Regions from separate parts of the Triticum aestivum genome. Here region 2 is linked to region 1. The links are chromatin contacts, called in public Hi-C maps. All regions are on one chromosome and are shown on one strand. The core of a region is the stretch at or near the end of the contact, and the rest is flanking DNA. Distances in the headings are between cores, read along the strand shown.

Evidence for each region. Hi-C and Micro-C count contacts between places; a contact is called where the count stands out from the background.
Region 2: a Hi-C map of leaf shows a contact between it and region 1, with 7 times the contacts expected there. The contact joins the promoter of LOC123041668 here to the promoter of LOC123041663 in region 1. A contact is called at or near these places in 2 of 5 Hi-C or Micro-C datasets (both in leaf).

The regions. Positions count from the first base shown.
Region 1 is chr2B:564,725,616-564,729,027 of IWGSC CS RefSeq v2.1, reverse strand. It overlaps LOC123041663 (GEM-like protein 4), which reads right to left and starts at 1,895. Exons shown (of 3, transcript XM_044464247.1): 1 at 1,336-1,895; 2 at 1,157-1,225; 3 at 300-1,042. The coding sequence starts at 1,513. The coding sequence ends at 585. It overlaps LOC123046059 (a long non-coding RNA gene), which reads left to right and starts at 2,810. Exons shown (of 6, transcript XR_006421924.1): 1 at 2,810-3,412.
Region 2 is chr2B:565,257,524-565,260,778 of IWGSC CS RefSeq v2.1, reverse strand. It overlaps LOC123041668 (transcription factor TCP7), which reads left to right and starts at 1,543. Exons shown (of 1, transcript XM_044464251.1): 1 at 1,543-2,723. The coding sequence starts at 1,663. The coding sequence ends at 2,274.

The DNA.
Region 1 (3,412 bases), core at 646-3,145:
ATTTTTCTTCTTCTAAAAATGGCCTGAGATCGACTCAAGATCATTACTAACCAACTATCAGCCAACTTTGCAATTGTAATTCTATCTAGAGTTCATTTTGTTAGGGCAGCTAGAGTTCTGTTGAGCTAGCTCCTTGTTAACATGTGCTGAGCCTAGGTATGTCTAGGTTGCTTAAAGTCGACTCGTTTGCACCCCCTAGAAGCGGCCTGATACTAGTTGGTTCAATTGTATTCGTCTCATATTTTCGCAAATTCGATATATGGAAGCTTAAGAGTTAAGATCATGCATAAGGACAATAATTTTGAACAACTGCCTTCCCATTCATTCACATGCAGCACGGTTAATTTCTTTGTCCATCCTAGTACAAATTAAGCAATCGCTTGGAAAAACATAAGCCAATCCAAATCGTACGCGGAAGGATCCAAGTTGCTCCGATCCGAAATAAGATCGAGCAATTCCAGCCAGGGCTGCTCCTGCTGCTCCACAGCAAAAGATGGCGCAGCAGCAGCGGCAGCCCGCAACTCCACTTCTCATCGTGCCGACGGAACAAACGGCGGGCCTCGCGTCTTCCTCCGCTCGGCTAGTCATTGCAGCTCGGCACCGCCGATGACCTGCTGCATGTACTTGCAGGACCTCTGGTAGCTGACGAAGCCCATGAACCAGAACTCGAAGCCGTCGACGGTGGCGACGTGGATGTACTTCTCCTCCGGCCGGTCGACGTTCTCGCTCGGCCGCACCTTGTCGATCCGCTTGAGCGGGACGACCACCTTGTAGGAGACGCGCGCCACGTCGCCCCTGGGGGAGGTGACGGTGACGGGCCGGTCGCTGCGGAAGGCGATCCTCTTGGTGGAGACGAAGAGCATCCCGGCGATGGGGCCGCCGGTGGTGTAGAGGTAGCACTGCAGCGCCTTCACCAGCCGCTCGCCCTTCTCGGCCGTGAACGCCTTCCGGAACACGCGCTCGATCCCGCCGGCCTGCAGGATCTTGGCCCCCAGGCTCAGCTTCCCCTTCACGGTCTCCGATATCTTGGGACCCAGGGTCACTGCATACGGTGAACAATGTTGGTCAGAACACAAGCACCTTTCACGCACCAACATTTAACAGCCATTGAATTACAGAAGAAACATGCATGCACGATCGAGTGCGTGCTACTCACCATGCTCACGGAAGCCTTGCGCCCTTCTGCTCAGCTTGCTCACCCAGTGGACAACCTGACCTTTGCTGCCTGCAGAATCAACACACTAGCATAAGCCTCAACATCTTTGCTCTTGCATGCATGCGTCAGAAGTTCGATGGCAAAATATGGCCATGCATGCATGAATGATCGGGACCTACTGTGCTTGTAGCCGAAAGAAGTGTAGGGGCTAGGATTCGTCAAGGAGACAGCAAGGTGGTCGCCGTCGGCCTTCCTGAACGACTGGCCGTCCCTGGCCGACGGCGCCTTCTCCTCAATCCCATACGCCTTGGAGGTCACCGGGACTCCCACGACATGGCCGCCGCTGCTCGACTTCATCTTGGCTGGCTGCTGCAGGAAGCTCGACGAAGAACGAGCGATCAACTAGGTCCGGCGTGCGTTGCGCTGCGCTGGTGGTGGTGGCTTAACTTAGCGAGTAAGGTATCGGGGATTGGTACCAGAGTGCCGCTGCGGTGGCCGGGCTTTTATAGGCGGCCGCGCGCGGTGGTGGATCCTTTTGGCAAAGGCAGCGGACATGCGGAGTCAGCAGCCGGGCCGGCCGAGTCACCGGCGGATCAGAAAGGCGCGCGCGGTCGTCCACGTTCGTGTGTGGAGCTGGCCGCGTCATTCCTTGGCTAATTCGGCCTGGCCAACCTAGCTAGAGACGGAGCTTTAGCGGCCCTTGGCCCTTGCCCCCTTTCCATTTCCATGGGAGGGCCAGGTGCAGTATATTCATTTGCTCGAAAGCGCGATTCGAGATTTCTCTATGGGATCGGGGCATGGCATGGCGAGATGGCTACGTGCGGTGGGTTCTCTGCCGCTTTCCAGGAAGCGCCCCATGTGCCTGCACATTCTCGCTCCCACCGGATTACGGGTAAAGGCGGGTGGCGCCGTGTCGGGGGCAACAACGGACCCCATCGATGCGCAGTGCAAGGACCAGTAGGATGCATAAGTTTTCTTGTAGGGATCGATGCCATGCCTGTGTAGATGACTTTCGTCTCGTGCACTGCACTCAGACAGTATACTACTGTATCTTCCCGCAAAAAAAAAAGTATACTACTGTATCATAATATCAGTAACATGCATGCATGTAGACCATATATGTGCATGCACGTGGACCATATATGTGTACACATCATCTAGGTTTGTAATGTTGACGGTCCAACGCAAGGGCGGCAAGAGTTTGTTCCCGAGATCGCTGCCGCAATGGACCTCTAACCATGATCCATCGATTCATCGACGTGGAACCAGGGCGAACATGACTCACTCACAGCCATTTCACTGAAAATCGACCAGAACACCGCTAACAACAGTTTGGCAGTTGGTACTCTTCCAAGCCGAGCTTGCCCACCCATCGAAGTTTCCGCTCGTGCTACCCTACCCACAAATCTACACGTCCTGTTCGGAGTCAGACCCCACGCAGCACCGAGTCAGCATGCCTGCAGCCTCACCTAACATCGCATGTAACCGTCGGCCCGGGGCGCAGTGCGTGCGTGTCCACCCGGTAGCGGTGCACCGGCAAGCGCGGCCGGCATGGGCGCCATACCGTCTCTGTCCCCCGGATTTGAACCGGCAACCACACGGGCGTTGCGAGGTCGGCCGCTGCACCGTCCCCGAATCTGCGAGGCTTGGTTCATGGTTTGTTGGGCGCGAATGAATGCGCGCGCGCGCGCGCGACGTCGGCCGGCCGCGTTGTCTTGTCACATGGAGAGCCCGCAGCTACCTACTCTACTCGTCGGAGGCAGATCTTGGCTTTCGGGTGGGGCTCGCCGCCGTCTCAGCGTATCTGCGCCGCGGACTACGTGTCGAAGCCGAAGCGGAGATGTCGCGGCGAGGGAAAGGGAGATCACGAGACGAGATCGGTTTCAGGCCGACCAGTTCCGTCCTTCGGAAAAGATGGAAAATGGCACAGCGAAATCTCTACTCCTAATGGAGCAGTTGGTAGTCTCGCTTCCAAATTTTTTTTCGTCCCGCCACTTTCGTTCGGTTTTTTTTCGTCCCACCTCCACTGATTTTTTTTCGTAGGTTTTTTTTCGGAGGTTTTTTCGTCCGCTCCTCTCGATCCCTAGACGCCGCCGCCCGCCCCTTCCAGCCCTAGCCGCAACCCCAACCCCATGGAGATCGAGATCAAGCCCCTTCCAGCCTCTCCTCCTTCCTCGCGCCCCGCCTGCTCCGCACCGACGCCCCCGCGCGGCCCCTCGCCGCCGCCGCCGCCGCCACCGCCGCCCAGCGGGACGT
Region 2 (3,255 bases), core at 294-2,793, 530 kb before region 1:
TGCTTGTCCGGCCTCTACTTCTCTAGTGGTCGCCAAAATAGATCACATGGATGGATCTCCCATCTATTCGCTGAGCTACAGTAGTTTTTTCTTTCCATATGCGAGGTTATTGGAAGTAATAAGCATGATAAATTGCCTCAGCTACAAAGAAGGTACACTGAATGCACATGGGATTGAGCGCCCAGGGTTTATGGTCCCAATCATTCGCCATGCCGCTCGTACATCTGGTAGGTCATCGGAATAAAAGGAACGGGCGCCCAACTGCCGACTGGAATGGCGATGTACGCTGCACAAGGAAGAGGAAAGAGGGTTGTAGCGCGATCATGACCCGGAACAACCAATGTGGTCCAGGCTGGGCGCAACAGCAACATGTCGCGTCTGGCGAGCCGTCAATCCCCCCGATGATCCGGTTGCGCAGCCGCGGCTCCACCACACATGTAGGCGAGCAGCGCCCCGCAATCCAACTACTACATGGATTGTTGCTGGCCGCCGCTACCACTCTCAGCGCTTCATGGATAATCGCCGTCCGTCTGCGTCGCACCATCTGCCACACCCGTAACCTGGCCTTTTGTTTGAAAATGACTCGCAGAAATCTGTTTATCAGTCTTGCTGAATATCGGCTGAAAATGACCTGCTGTGTATGTAGCTGGGTCTCCATCAGACCATCGCCATTTCCAGGGTAACAGCATCCATGCAAGTCTTTTTTTTTTTCCTTTCTTTGCATACGGACGCTTTGCATGAGCTAGGCATGACAAATGACGTTTCAGAGGGGCTACTCGAAGCCAATGGAATGCAATGCGAATGCGGCATGACCAAGAAAATTGTAAACCTCGAGAGTTCTTCTATGCAGATCAATGTTACAGGCTTGAGCAAGGTGAGGTGAGATAATATCATAATAGAGCCGTCCGTAGAGGCGAGAGCTACCGGACGAAGACCCCATGTGGGCTGCCCCCCAATGCCTACAGTGCTGCACAGCGCTCCTGCTGCAGTGCTCCATGCTGTCCCTGCACGGCTGCAGTGCTCCTGTCCTCTGCACTGCACTGCACTTCAGATTTCTTGAGCCAAGTGCCCAAGTGCGCTACATTCAGGTTTTCAGGGTCAGACTTCAGATACCTCCATCTGTTTACGTACTTCCCAATAATTGCATATGGAGCTCCCCAAAAGCTGAAACCTCATGTTCAAACTCGCAAAGGAAAACCGGCCACCTCATGTTCAAGCTGGAATCATAATTTTCGTCACAATTCCTTGCAAATTATTTTTCATCAGAGAGACATGTGTAACCAAACCAACAACTTCATACGTGCATTTCCGACAAAGTCAGTGTATTTTCCTCATGCAGAGTCGAACATGTAGCTTCATATGTGCATTTTTTTCTGACATGCACACTCAGAAATGTGTATGACTCATATGCGCATTTTTTTCTGACATGCACACTCAGAAATGTGTATGACTTTGTTGTACATGCTTGTGACGTTTCAGAGCCAGAGGGCATAAAAAGAATATACAAAGAAAACGCACATGAAACTCCAGCCCCTTTATAAATTTGCACCCCACAGGGTCAGGGACCAAGCGGACAAGGCCCTATCCATCCATCCATCCCCATCAGATCACCTCCCCACACATCTGTGCGCCACCCGAACGAAAGCTAAGCCACCAGCAGCCATGGCATCTCGCGACGCCGCCACCTTCCAGCTCTACCGGCCCATGGCAATGCCGACGGCGACGCTCATGCCCCAGACGATGGCAATGCCCGGCTTCTCGTCGGCCGAGGCCGCGGACGACGCCGTGGTGAGAGTGCCGGCGCCGAGAACGGCGGGGGCGGCGAAGGGCGCCAAGGACCGGCACAGCAAGGTGAACGGGCGCGGGCGGCGCGTGCGCATGCCGATCGTGTGCGCGGCGCGCGTGTTCCAGCTCACCCGCGAGCTGGGGCTCAAGTCGGACGGGCAGACCGTGGAGTGGCTGCTCCGGCAGGCCGAGCCGTCCATCCTGGCCGCCACCGGCTCCGGCACCACCCCGGCCGTCTTCTCCTGCTCCTCCGCGCCCTCCACCGCCGCCGTCTCCCTCCTCGGGAAGCGGCCGCGCGAGGACCACGAGCACGAGGCGGCGCCGTCGTTCTGGGAGGCGCTGCAGGCCCGGCCCGTACCCTGGGGCCTCTCCCCGTCGCTGGAGGCGCAGGCGTACGCGTCGTCGGTGGCGCAGGGGCACCACCACCACCTGAACCTGCTCTCCGCGCTCTCCGGCGCCTCCAGGCGGCCAGAGGAGGAGTCCCGGTGACCGACCGCCGCTGCAGCTAGCGCCGAGCCGCGCGCGCTCTCTACGTGATCGCATGCGCTGACCTGCCAGTGCCCTGCTGCCTAATTCTTGGAGCCAAGCTAGCCAGGTGTTCCTGCTTGCTTGCCTGCTGCTGTGTGGTGTGGCTTGCCCTACGTACTTTATCATTTTCTTTTGCTTCCTTTCTCCTTTGCGTGCACCGTGTGTTTTCTTTTGCGTGGTTTTTGGTCTGGGAAGAAAGAATGGAGAATCTGGGCAGCATCAGAGATTCCAAGGTAGCAACTGTAGATACAAGCCTGCTAGAGATCTTACCACCCCATCTCGTCGGATTTGTGATTGTGCTTGTCACTAGTTATTACTACAGTGTATTACGCCACTGCCACGGCTCTGCCATTCCCTGCTGTCTGTGACGAGTCGATTGATCTATCTAACACAGTGCCACTCTTGTACCACTCGATTGTTGTTTTGCGTCAATGGAAGTCCCTCTATCTGTAGGAATCGTTTTGCCGATGCAAAGGCTCTGGTGTGATTGACATCTGCGGTAACTGTCGAACAATGATGGAACGAGATGACCCATTTGGCGCACTGCCATCACATTACGTACGTACATGGCAGGGCTGCGCTTTGCTGCGGAAGAATGATTTAGCTGATGTTTAGTAGATTTACTTTAATCGTGGGTTCGCTTTTATCCCTGCAATACTGCTGCTGGGGCAAAAGCTGCCGCTCTGCTAACGGCCTCTGCCACTTTGCCCTGATGAAAGGCTCCGGCTGTGTTCTCCGGCCATTATTGGTGCCAAGCTGTAGGCCATTTGGCTGGCTGGGCAGGAAAGAGAGCTGCCCTGCCCTACCCTACCTCACCTGACGGAATGCAGATCTCTGCACTCTGTCTACACCCCCAACGGTTTACGTTGCCATGCTCGCAGATATTAAGTGCTCCACGTAAATTTCAATATATATATATATATATATATATATATATATATA